4 separate regions of the Mus musculus genome follow, and regions 1, 3 and 4 are each linked to region 2. Evidence: chromatin contacts called from public HiChIP or PLAC-seq, Micro-C and promoter capture Hi-C data. All regions are on one chromosome and are shown on one strand. Each heading gives the region's core, a stretch centred on a gene start, on an enhancer-like site or on the middle of the called end of the contact. The rest is flanking DNA. Distances are from core to core; before and after follow the strand shown. Region 1 holds the start of Cep89 (centrosomal protein 89). Region 2 holds the start of Cebpg (CCAAT/enhancer binding protein (C/EBP), gamma). Region 3 overlaps Chst8 (carbohydrate sulfotransferase 8). Region 4 holds the start of Kctd15 (potassium channel tetramerisation domain containing 15).

The links. A called contact is a pair of places that touch in the nucleus more often than the background predicts. HiChIP or PLAC-seq counts read pairs in DNA pulled down with a chosen protein or histone mark. Capture Hi-C pulls out chosen DNA fragments and counts their contacts.
Region 1: a promoter capture Hi-C map of liver shows a contact between it and region 2. The contact joins the promoter of Cep89 here to the promoter of Cebpg in region 2. A contact is called at or near these places in 2 of 39 promoter capture datasets (erythroid cells and pre-B cells), 8 of 484 Hi-C or Micro-C datasets (CD4 T cells, CD8 T cells, CD8 central memory T cells and 4 more), 1 of 115 datasets of contacts at active chromatin or transcription factors (memory CD8 T cells) and 2 of 9 other capture datasets (adipose tissue and liver).
Region 3: an H3K27ac HiChIP or PLAC-seq map of embryonic stem cells shows a contact between it and region 2, with 6 read pairs. The contact joins the enhancer-like site here to the promoter of Cebpg in region 2. A contact is called at or near these places in 5 of 39 promoter capture datasets (the 3T3-L1 cell line, cranial neural crest and embryonic stem cells) and 3 of 115 datasets of contacts at active chromatin or transcription factors (embryonic basal ganglia and embryonic stem cells).
Region 4: a contact with region 2 is called in a Micro-C map of embryonic stem cells, with 1.6 times the contacts expected there. The contact joins the promoter of Kctd15 here to the promoter of Cebpg in region 2. A contact is called at or near these places in 6 of 39 promoter capture datasets (the 3T3-L1 cell line, 3T3-L1-derived adipocytes, hippocampal neurons and 2 more), 1 of 484 Hi-C or Micro-C datasets (embryonic stem cells), 3 of 115 datasets of contacts at active chromatin or transcription factors (bone marrow-derived macrophages, embryonic midbrain and stem cell-derived neural progenitor cells) and 1 of 9 other capture datasets (adipose tissue).

The regions. Positions count from the first base shown.
Region 1 is chr7:35,395,614-35,398,313 of GRCm38.p6, reverse strand. It overlaps Cep89 (centrosomal protein 89), which reads right to left and starts at 1,251. Exons shown (of 19, transcript NM_028120.3): 1 at 1,108-1,251; 2 at 218-324. The coding sequence starts at 1,146. It overlaps Faap24 (Fanconi anemia core complex associated protein 24), which reads left to right and starts at 1,547. Exons shown (of 4, transcript NM_178643.5): 1 at 1,547-2,101. The coding sequence starts at 1,996.
Region 2 is chr7:35,055,180-35,057,879 of GRCm38.p6, reverse strand. It overlaps Cebpg (CCAAT/enhancer binding protein (C/EBP), gamma), which reads left to right and starts at 1,314. Exons shown (of 2, transcript NM_009884.3): 1 at 1,314-1,504. It overlaps Gm45095 (serine/arginine repetitive matrix protein 1-like), which reads right to left and starts at 2,397. Exons shown (of 2, transcript XM_030243153.1): 1 at 1,788-2,397; 2 at 235-1,688. The coding sequence starts at 1,873. The coding sequence ends at 1,121.
Region 3 is chr7:34,797,487-34,800,186 of GRCm38.p6, reverse strand. All of the region lies in intron 1 of Chst8 (carbohydrate sulfotransferase 8), which reads left to right. Among named protein-coding and RNA genes, the nearest start is that of Gm38987, 14 kb to the left of the region's middle. Within about 2 kb of position 1,331, at least 23 of the 459 cell types and tissues checked have an H3K27ac peak or open chromatin away from gene starts, as enhancers often do. A contact at or near this core is called in embryonic stem cells, where this site is marked.
Region 4 is chr7:34,653,147-34,655,846 of GRCm38.p6, reverse strand. It overlaps Kctd15 (potassium channel tetramerisation domain containing 15), which reads left to right and starts at 1,449. Exons shown (of 7, transcript NM_001360820.1): 1 at 1,449-1,600.

The DNA.
Region 1 (2,700 bases), core at 2-2,501, 340 kb before region 2:
GAAATCTGAGATCTTCCATTGAAGGTACCACACCCCAGACAAGTCCACTGATGCTCAGAGAAGCCATATTAGTGCATCTCTGAGCAGAGGTAACCACAGAGCGTAATAGTCTAGCCCTCTACTTGTGGCCTTTTGGCTAGTGTGATCAGTTCCAGGATTCAGGACTTGATGGTCAAGCACGGGCGTGACCCTCGGTGCTGCTCATCTTGGGACTTACCTGGGCCTCTCTGGAGAAGGGTTGGGGCTCCGAGGAGGGGGTGTGCGTGGCACCGCTGGCTTCGGAGCGATGCTGGCTGCGGGGAGGAAGCCATGGATGATGTGGTTCTGCACAAATGAAACCCAAGGCAGGTCACCGGGAGAAGATCACCTTGCTCCTGGGCCACCATCACCTCCCAAACTGAGGTCACTCTAGGGATCCGGCCCCACAAGAGTCTTTACACACACACCTGCCGCTGTTCCCAATCCCCATTGGTGAGGCAAGGGCACTCACTGGGGCACACCATCATGGCTATCCGATTCATTCACACCTCCCTGCTCACGGCAGCTTTCCTGACCGATTTCAATTGTCAACTGAACTGGGCTAATCTATACCTACCGTGTAATGAAGCACACCTTTGGGTGTCTGTGGGAGGGCTTTTCCAGAGAGGATTAACTAAGTGAGCTGGGCTAATATACCCTAAATAGGAAAGGAATCAACTCATGGGGGAAGTTTTCTCCAAGACAGGAGTGAACTCCCGGCTAAGAGGAGAATCCTGACAGGGAGGCCAAGATTCCTGTCTGTGGCAGGCTCTGGACATGAAGGGTTCTTTGGAACATTTAGTCTGGGTTTCTGGAATTTAATGCTCCCTGATAGCGATCCCGCCTCGCTCCTATCTCAGTCTTTAAAACCTGCACATGAAGGCAGGAGAGATGGCTCAGTGGTTAAGAGCATGGTCTGCTCTTCCAGAGGTCCTGAGTTCAATTGCCAGCAACCACATGTTGTCTCACAACCATCTGTAATGGGATCTGACACCTTCTCTTGCTATGCAGGCATACATGCAGATAGATCACTCATATAAATAAATCTTTTTTTTTTTTAACCGCACTCGAAGGCCTGGAACTACTCACGAACTGGCTCCGGCGGTTCCTGCGGAAGCTGAGGAGCATCCTGGCTGAGAGCTGAGGGCTGCGGGTTGAGCCGCCAGGCGCTGGACTAGCTGGAAGGTAGACCCCGCAGCCTGCACAGCTCCCCACAGCCTAGCTCCCGCGGACCCCCGACTTTACAACAAGCATGTCTCACATTGGCTCTGTTTTGAGTCTCAGCCTATCAGAGTCAATTTTACTGCCACCCGTTGCTCTTGACAACCCAGCAAGGCGTCATTCAAATTCCAGCCAGAGAGGAAGCAAGCTGAGACTTCCGTTCGATTATTGGCTATAGTAGACGCCCATCTTTTACCTATCACCCAATAAAACGCTGGCCAGGGCGGTCAGAATTTTAAAGAGGGCTCCCGGGCTGTGGGAACCCGGAAGTGGCAGGGCCTCAGGTGAGGTCCACGGAGATTCTAGACCCCGGCGCAGTGAGCTTCCCTGCCTTTGTAGCCCTGGACAGGAACCGAATAGAAGGACAGGGACCGAATGGAAGAGCCACCGTAAGCGTCCTGTTAGGACACCAGAGCTAAGGGAGGTGCTTACAAAGAGGGACGGAGTCACTCAAACAGAAATCTCCCGGGTTTAGCTCGGGGTAGTGGCGCCCGGCTGTCATTTTAGCACTTGGGCTGCTGAGTTCAAGTCCAGCTGGAGTCAACTATCAGTACAGAGCCAAGCGTGATAAGAAGACCCAGTCTTATTTTGAAAATAAATAATCTCTTGAATTCAGACTTCGGTTGAAGTAGCTCAGTGCCTGAAAATCCACTCTACAGATCCTGTCAAAGAGGTCCCGACTTCGTGTAGAACTGTGTGCAACAGCGCCTGCTCTAGTGAGACCTTGCATTTTCCTCATTTAGACCAAAACCACGGATGGAAAGGAACCCGCCTGATGGGACCGGTCCGGTCCACGTGCCACTAGGACATATTGTGGCTAGTGAAAAATGGCGCGGGTCCCAACTGGCTCAGGAGATGCAAGGTCAGTGAGCTGTCTTCTGTCATACCCCTTTCTTCCCAGCACGTTAAAAGAGAGAGTGAGAGAAATGCTGGGTATGGTGATGTTCCTTTGCAATCCCAGCACTCCTGAGACTGAAGTAGGAGAATCATTGCGTTAGAGACCAGCCTGGGGCTACATAGCAAGTTCAAGGCCAGCTTGGGCTATGAGAACTTGTCTCAAAATAGTTACATAGACTAAAATGAAAGGGGACTGGAGAGAGAGCTCCGTGGTTACGAGGACTGGCTTATCTTACAGAGGATCGTGGTTTAATTCCTAGCACCCACATGGTGGCTCAAGGAGTCAGACTCCTCCCTCTTCTGGCCTTTGGGGGCACTAGGCTTGCACATGTGCACAGACATATGCGAGCAAAACCTACATATAAATCTTTGGGTTTTATTTTATTAAAAAGGAGGTTTAGGACAGGTGGTGGTGGGTCACACCTTTAATCCCAGCACTTGGGAGGCAGAGACCGAAGGATCTCTGAGTTCAAGGCCAGCCTCATCTACAGAGTGAGTTCTAGAACAACCAGGGCTACACAGAGAAACCCTGTCTCAAACCAACAAAAAGCGGGGTGGGGGCTA
Region 2 (2,700 bases), core at 65-2,564:
TAAGCTCCCTGTGGGCAGGGACAGTGTGTTTGTCTTCTTCCATTGCTGACTCTTAGTCCACACTTTAGCACATACCGTTCTTGTAATCAGGAAAAGAATTACAGGATATCAGCTAAAGAGGAAATCTCAAGACTCCTGGGCATTGACTGCTGGCTGTGGAAGGCTTGCCTAGACACAACACAGAATGCAGCTGGCAGAGCGGCTGGCAAAAAAGAGGCTAACTCAATATACATATGACATGCAAGGATGTTTTTATTTTCGATAGTTTTTATATGACTAGAAAACATTAGGGGTAAAATCGTGGTCTTTGTGAGAAACAAAGCACGGTTCACCTTTCATAGTGCTAAGTCTTGGGAAAAAAATGGCTCTTAACACAGCGATCCAAACCTAAAGAAACATACTGACTGGTTTTGAGACATTAGCTCCCCAAGTGTGCATGGGGTTATCAGGGGTCATTCTCTGTGGTTGACTTTTTTTTTTTCAGGTATTTTCATCTCTCAGGGATTCCTCGAAGTCTTATGTGGAGAGCTGCTCTCCTGGCCTTGGCGATGAAGAAACATTTCCCTTCTGAAAGCCAGAGAGTTTTGAATGATAAGCATTGCTAAAGAGGAAGCAATCAAACCTTTCGGGCAGGCTCTGCCTTCCACCCAGCGCTGCTTCCTGTTTTTCAAAACACAAAAACAAAAAGCAACACAAAACAAAACAAAACAACAAAAAAACCCGCTTTTTGATTCTCTTGTGAACTGTTCCCGGGAGACCCAGGCTGGACCACTTGTCACTTTTAAGAGAGCACCTCATATCCATCATCTGCTCTCCGGAGGTGAGCACACTTTGGAAATCGTGATTTGTTCGGCAGCCACAGTCTGCTGTTGTCAAGCGTCTGACAAGTGCTAACCCTAGCACTGGACAGTTTTTCCTTAACGTGCTTTTATCAAAATAAATGTGCAGATGCCTCAGGGCCGTGAGGCCTAAACAAACAAAAAACCCACCCTAACTCAAAAATCCACCTGAGGAAATGTCTTTTCCCTAAGGCAGGTGAGGCCCTCGTAACTCTGATAGAACTTTGCTTGCCATGGGTCACTCCCAAGGCTCAGGGCCACCGCCTGCCACCACCGACAGCCTAAGGGGGAAACCACCGAGCGCGCCTCCAGCCAGCGCCGGTGCTGCCACGCCCACCACGCCCGTTCCGCCGCGCGCCCGCCTCTCGCCGGCACACGGCCTGTGATTGGCTGGTGGAGCTGCCCATCTCTAGAGGCGAGCGCGTCGTTCTCCAAGCAGCGCTTCTATTGGTCACGGCGGCGGCGGCAGCGCGCGGACCCGAAGAGGCGGGGAAAACCGGTGGCCGCGGTGGCGGAACGGGCGGAGGTTGCCGGTTTCGTAACCGTCGCTCCTCCTCGCCGACTCGCGGGCTGCGAGGCCTGGGTCGGGTCGGGTCGGGCCGCGCCGCGCGGGGCCGCTCGGAGTGGAGGCCGTCTGGGGGCGGGCGGGCCGGCCGGAGGCGCAGGTAAGGAGGCCGCGGGTTGTAGCTCGGAGGGGTTGGGGGAGGAGGCCGCGGCCGAGCCCGCCGCTCGCGTAGGCGCCGACCCGGCCGGAGGAGACCCGGCCCTGCCCGATTCGGCAGGTTGGCCCGGAAGGCTCCTGGCGGCTTGGCGGCGCGGGCGGGGGCCCGGAGCGGCGTCTGATGCAACCTGCGGGCAACACCCGGCGGGGCTGAGCTCATCCCTGGCCACGGCCCAGCGCCGCCGCGCTTGGCGCCGACCCCCGCGCTCCCCCGGGCGCCCCCTCACCACAGTCGGGGAAGGGATGGAGTACCAGGTGGTCCCTCCAGAACCTGCCCCTCGGCGACGTGCAGCGTGACAAGCCTGGCGCGCATTGGCCCCTAGGGATGGAGGGTGTTCCTAGAATAGAAGGTGGACCGAATCTTACTTTGGAGCCACCTAGGACTCTCTTCCTGTCGGCTTCCCAAACGGCTCGGTCTGGGGGGGATGGCCCGGGTCCTATTTGGAGTTAATAACCTAGTGGTCATCTAGGGAAGGCACTCGAGTTTTTACACACGTAACGTTGCAAGAGGGAGATTTCGTTTGTTTTTTTGGACGCGGTCGTGTGTCCTGCAGTTCACTGGGAGGGGGAGGACATCCTAGATGATCGCGCACCAGACGCAGAAGGTCAAGCCATGAAGCCTTTCCTTAGCTCGCCTGGAGGGAGCTCGGGAAAAGAGCCAGCGGAGGTATCCAGGTGGGGAAGTTGGGCATGCGGGTGTGAGAATTGTTTCTCTTTCCAAGTGGGCTTGTGTATTTCTGGTCTTAAGAAGGTTGGCATGCTTTGTTTTGCTCTGCTCCTTCTTGCTTTTTTGTTTGTTTCTTTGTAAACTGCATCATAAGATGTATCAAATTTAGAAAGGTTTTAACCTTTGTGGGTTGCACAACAGCTGGGTGTTGTGTCTCTTGAGTTTCCACCCACTTGAATCCTTATTTGAATATATTATCATTGAGTGCAGACCTGTCTCACAGAGGGAATTTGAAACAAAGCACCATAAGGTCTTTCTCTATTGAGAAATTGTACATAGAAGAATTCAGAGTATGGTAGGCAAGCCCCTCTACCTCTGAGCCACATTTCTAGCCTTCAAAGCGCTCTAAGGTCTGTTCATCTATGGCCACTTGAGTAGTAGTAATGATAAGCTAGCTATCCCTGTGGTCATTT
Region 3 (2,700 bases), core at 82-2,581, 260 kb after region 2:
TGGGGGGAGGGGCCTCCAGTGTTCTGAAGGATTGCTTTGGAAATGGTCTCCTGGGCACAACCACTCCTAGCCACACAGCCGCTCAGGCAGGGTTGTGGGAGCTCAGGACAGTCTCCCGGGGAGGGCTGAAAGGTGTCCCTCTTAGACAGCTCCATGGCTCCAAAGGTTCCCTGAAAGAAATCAGAGGTTATCAGGTATGTTGGAACAAGCCTGCAATCCTAGCATTTGAGATGCTGAGGCAGGAGGATTGCTAGTCTGATGCCAGCCTGGAAGAGAAAAAACAGGACGGGGAGGGAGAGGGGTTAGGAGAGGAGGGGGATGAAGGAAGGGGGGAAGGAAGGAAGGAAGGAAGGAAGGAAGGAAGGAAGGAGGGAGGGAGGGGGAGGGAGAGAGAGAAAGAGTGAGGAAGAGAGAGAGGAGAGCTCAGAGGCTACGCGGGAATGAAGTCTTTGGCCTCAGGGTTATACATTTTTGCTTTCATCCCTGGGATGGATTCTCTCTCTCTCTCTCTCTCTCTCTCTCTCTCTCTCTCTGACTGTCTGAGCCACACCCACTAAGGCCCTCCTCTGGTTTGCTCTGAACACCAGAAAGTGTTTAACAATAAAACTCCTCTCCTTTGATCCCAGACTCCAGAGACAGAGGCAGGTGGATCTTTGTGAGTTTTTGGCCAGCCGGGTTTATATAGCAAGTTCCAGGCAAGTTAAGGATATGTTGAGAGACCTTATCTTAAAAACAAACAAACAAACAAACAAACAAACAAACAACTGACCAGCAAAAGCAAACCTATCTTTTACCAATGAAAACCCCTCCCAATACTTCCCACTGAGCCGGTTGCACACTTACTCTGCTTTCTCCCCTTTCTGGATCGTCTGGCCCCACCCCAGTGCTAATTGCCTGGGCTTAAAAGGAGCAGATTGCAGGAGGAGGGTGGGGGAGCTTATAGACCTCCATCAGCAGAAAGCCCCCTGGGCTTCTGGCAGGGGAAATCTGATCTTGGGCAAATGTCAAGGAGTCTTTTTGAAATCTGTGTTATGATATCAGCTTACTGAAGGCATAGGACTTCATCTGGATTTCATAAATATTGTATGGGCCACCCTTATCTCCACGTTGGCCAGCCTGAGAACACTACAGCAACCGGCCTTTTCTAGACACACACACACACACACACACACACACACACCCCTCCCCATTGCCTTCACCATCAATTGCAGAGTTGTCATGTAAAGCCAATTGGTGATATTTCAATCACAATGTCCCTGTAACAAATTTCATTCAAATTCCCGGGAAGAGAGTTAAGGCTTCGTCTTGCTGCGGGGAGAATGGCAGGCTAAATGTAGCTTCCTGGGGCCCTGGCAGCCATCCAGCGCTTTGTAATTTATACTTCTCCTTCCTGGCTCTCCAAGTGACCTTGGAACCTCAGTGCTGCTAGATTTCTTAGGTTCACCCGGGGTGCTCTCCACCCCCCCCCCAGGCAAGCTCTTCCAGACCCACCCATCCTGTGGGAGTTTGGAGGAGGCACCCCAAAAGCACATGGCTGGTGATGGGAAGATTGCTTGTTGCTGCTGACCTTTTTCTGCTAAAATTGATGTCAGCTGTGAAAGCACCAAACACACTGCTGGAAGGTGGCTTGCAGGTGACAGGAGTCTCTCTCCAAGCCCCACAGCCAGCAGGTAAACCTGGAAGGACGAGGTGGGGGAGGGGTGGCGTGCAGTTACACTCATCTGCAGCTATTTTGGTTGAAGAATAAACGAAGTGACACCCCCCCCCCCGCCCCAAACTGCTGCCAGTACAGGATCTAGCATGGGGGTGGCGTGTAAGAAAGATTAATGTACAGTTAAAACCTGTGTATGGGCAAGATTACAGGGCGACGCTATCGAATGCAAACACTGCAGCCGTCTAATTAAGGGGAGTTACAGGCTTCCTAGGATGTGTTTGCTGAAGGGAGTACTGGGGGAGGGGGCCTGTCTGTGGCGCGTATTGGTGCAGACTTGCCCCTGGCATATCGTGGGAGGCCACGTGGAGGGGTATGTAAGAGTCAGGAATTAGCCTGCCCGTCTCTGGTCTCCAAGCATCTAGCTCTTTCTCCAAACCACTCTGATCTCTGTCCCCCTCCTCACCTTTGCCTCCAAGACAGTGAGAACCCTTGACTATCTTTTTTTTTTTTTAACTGTTTTTAATTTCTCCTGCTTTGTCAGCTTTTTAAGAGATATGTTACATTATGTGGAAATTGGATGCTAACAAGATTTGTATGAATAAATTAGACTCTTAACTTTTTATGTTATTACAAAATTGAAATGGACTCTAATGACAGTCAGAATTAATGTTCTGTTTCAAATAAATGCTGGGGGTGTGACTGCATCTTCATTGTGGTCCTCCGGAGCCCTGCCTACATGGCTTTGCCTGAGAAGCCACCTCTGCCTTTCTCCTGGGAGATGGGGAGTGGGGGGGGTGGGGGTGGAGGGAGAAGATCTTGCTGTTACCTATGGAGTTCCCTGCCCATCCAAGGGTTGGGAACATGCGTTCTGTTTATATCTTTAGGTCCAGGTTTCCTAGGGGCTACTGGGAATTTCTGCTACTGGGGCTCCTAGTGGGATCTGTAGAGAGAGTTGCCCTGGGCCTTGAGTCATACCCTCACCTGTATGCAGGGGCCGGCTTTGTAGGCAGACACACCTTCCAGCCACCAATTGTAAGGTCTTGAGT
Region 4 (2,700 bases), core at 200-2,699, 400 kb after region 2:
CTCCCCAAGCCCCCACCCCCATTATCTTTCTCCAGTGTTCCCGTCTGGCCTCGAGAGCACCCCCAGGAGTTTGGCCAGTAGAGGGCGCCCAGGCCCGGCCGGAGTCTGTAAAGGGGGGCCCGCGCCGCTGCTCCCGGCCGAAGCGCACCCGCCTTCCTAGCCGAAAGCCTGCCTTTGGCCCGGGAGTCCCGGGAACCAGGCGGGGGCGCAGTCTGGGCAAAGCGCACCGGCCGCGATCCGTTTCCTAGGAGCCGAGAAATGGTCGAGGAGGAGGGACGGGCGGGGCGCAAGGGAAGGAGGAGGAGGAGGAAGGGGCAGCGGGGGAGCAGCTAGGGGCATTCTGGGTGCAGGCCTCCGCGCCGCAGGGACCTTTGGCCGCCGCCGTCTCCATCGCGCCGCGCTCGTCCAGGAAATGGCGCGAGTGGCCGCAGGCGACGGGCCGGGTGCCCCGCGCTCCCCTCCCCCGCGGTGGCCACCGCGTGTCCGCAGACGTCACGGCCGGCGCTGCTCCCCGGGAGAGGGGCAGCCGGGGCCGAGACCCGGGGAGAGAGGGAGGGAGAGAGGGAGGTAAGCCGCCTGGCAGCCCAGTTTCTCTCCCCTCCCCACACCAAGTCCCGCCCTCAGCCCCGGGGCGCCGCGGCGGCGGCTGCTTCTCTCCTCTTTGTAACCGAGGAGTCGAGAAATGTGAGAAACGTGCCCTGTGTTACTTATTTGGGAGTCGAAAATTTATGCCCAGCTGAAAGCGCCCGGGGAAATATTACATCAGATGAAATGACAATGATTAAAATCAGCCTCTCCCCCGCCCCCTCCTCGAGCCCGGAGGAGGCCCGGGCGCCGCGTGGCCGGACGGCGGGGGGCTGGGGCGCAGAGGGCGCGGGGCTCGGGCGCAGCGCTCCCGGAAGGGTACTGGTCCAGCCCCCTGGCACCCAGGCACGGGGCTCCGGGACCCACGGGTGGGGATCGCGAGGTGGGAAGGAAGTGGTGGCGGTGGGGAACGGTGCATTTTTTTTTTGTCGCGGAGCGCGGCAGGCGCGGGCGCGCGGAGCTAATTGCGACTCTAATCCTCTGCCCCGAGGCGCAGCCGAGCCCCGAGCCAGGAGTCGCCCGCGCGCGCCCGCTCGCGCTCGCCGCGCCGGGGTAATTTGGAACCGGATCGCTGCCCTTTGCAATCCGGGCTGGGCCGCGGCGAGGCGCACAGGCTACCGGCTGGTTTTGGGGGGCTATTTTCTCCCCTCCAGCCATCGGGGGAGGCCGCTGGAGAGAGAGGGAGGAGAAGAGGTGGGAGCGGCGGGAGGGCAGCCGGAGAGCTGCGCGAAAAGGAGGCGGCGGCGGCCGCGGCGAAGAGGGAGGAGGCGAGGGGAGGGCGGGGAGGGGAGGCCCCGGCGCGGCGCGCCGCGAGGGGCCGCGCGGAGCGGGGGCCGGGGCGGGAGGGGTGGGTGGGGGGAGGGTTGGGGGCGAGAGAGAAAGTAACTCCAGGACGAGACCGGAGCGACCCGCGCGCATCGAGCGCTAGGCGACGGGGCTGCGCCGGGCGCCCGACACCGGCGGCTGCGGGGGGCGGGGGCTGCGCCGGTGCCCGATCCACTGCTCCGGCTCCGAGGTAAGCCCAGCACGGGCGGCCACCGCTCAGTGCCGCACACCCCTGGTTCCCAAAGTGGCTGCAATTCCGAGAAAGTCACTCGGCCCCGGGCCGGGACCTAGGCTGGGGGCGGGGGGGCGGCTGCTTTGTCCCTCTGCTGAGCGCAGGGGCTGGCGGCGTGGGGGCGCCCAGCACAAAGGCCTGGCGCGCACGGGGCGGGGGGGTGCCCACGTGGGCTGGTCCTAGCCGCGGGTGGACCCTCCCCACTCGGCCGGGCTCTGATCATCCTGCTGTGCGGAATATGCGTCCAGGTCCTCCGCACTCTGGTTCCAGTATGGGCTCGAGTGCCCTGCAGAGCTGATGACTTTCCTGAGTCTGAAACCGGCTCCATGCAGCTGGGCTTTCGGGGCTCACAGGACCGGGTTGGCGCCCAATTTATAGAAAAGAAAAAAGTCTCTAACGGGACAGATGTGCGTTCTCTGACGCCCACCCTACGAGTCTCATGCTAGACGCACTGGTGGTGGTTCCAAGCTCAGGAAGGATGTGGGGCGGGGAACGCGCCGCCCCAAGACCGGACCGCGGTCTCTAGATTTCCACTGCCCACACGCACCCCCTCATCTGGATGCGAACACCCTCATTCTCCCACTCTCGCGTCACAGTAGCACCTCTCTACCCTCCCTCGAGAAGCCCCCGACTGTAGAAAGATAAACCTTCAAGTTTTCACTCCGTGTCTCAAATGTGCATGAAGGAATTTAACTGCGCGAGTGAATAACAGCATTAGTTTCAATTAATTTTTTTTAAATCCCGGCAACAATAAACTTTGAGAACAAAAGCGCTTTTACGTCCTTAATTAGGCGAGCTTCCCATCTGTGGTCTTGAAGTGTCTGCCTCTTGATTTAACTTTGTCTCCGCCCCCCACCGCACTCCCACCCCTTCTTCGCTGGGCCCTTCGGGTACCTTGGCCACCCCGCCCGCGGGGCCGGAGGTTCGGCCCAGCGGATCCTGTAGCCCCGAAGTTCACACCGGCCGGCTGGCTTTGCGGCCCCGCTGGCGCGCACCAGGTGGCCCGCTGCGTCCCTCCCGTTCCACCCCTGGACAGTCCTGCAGGCCCCTGGCACTGC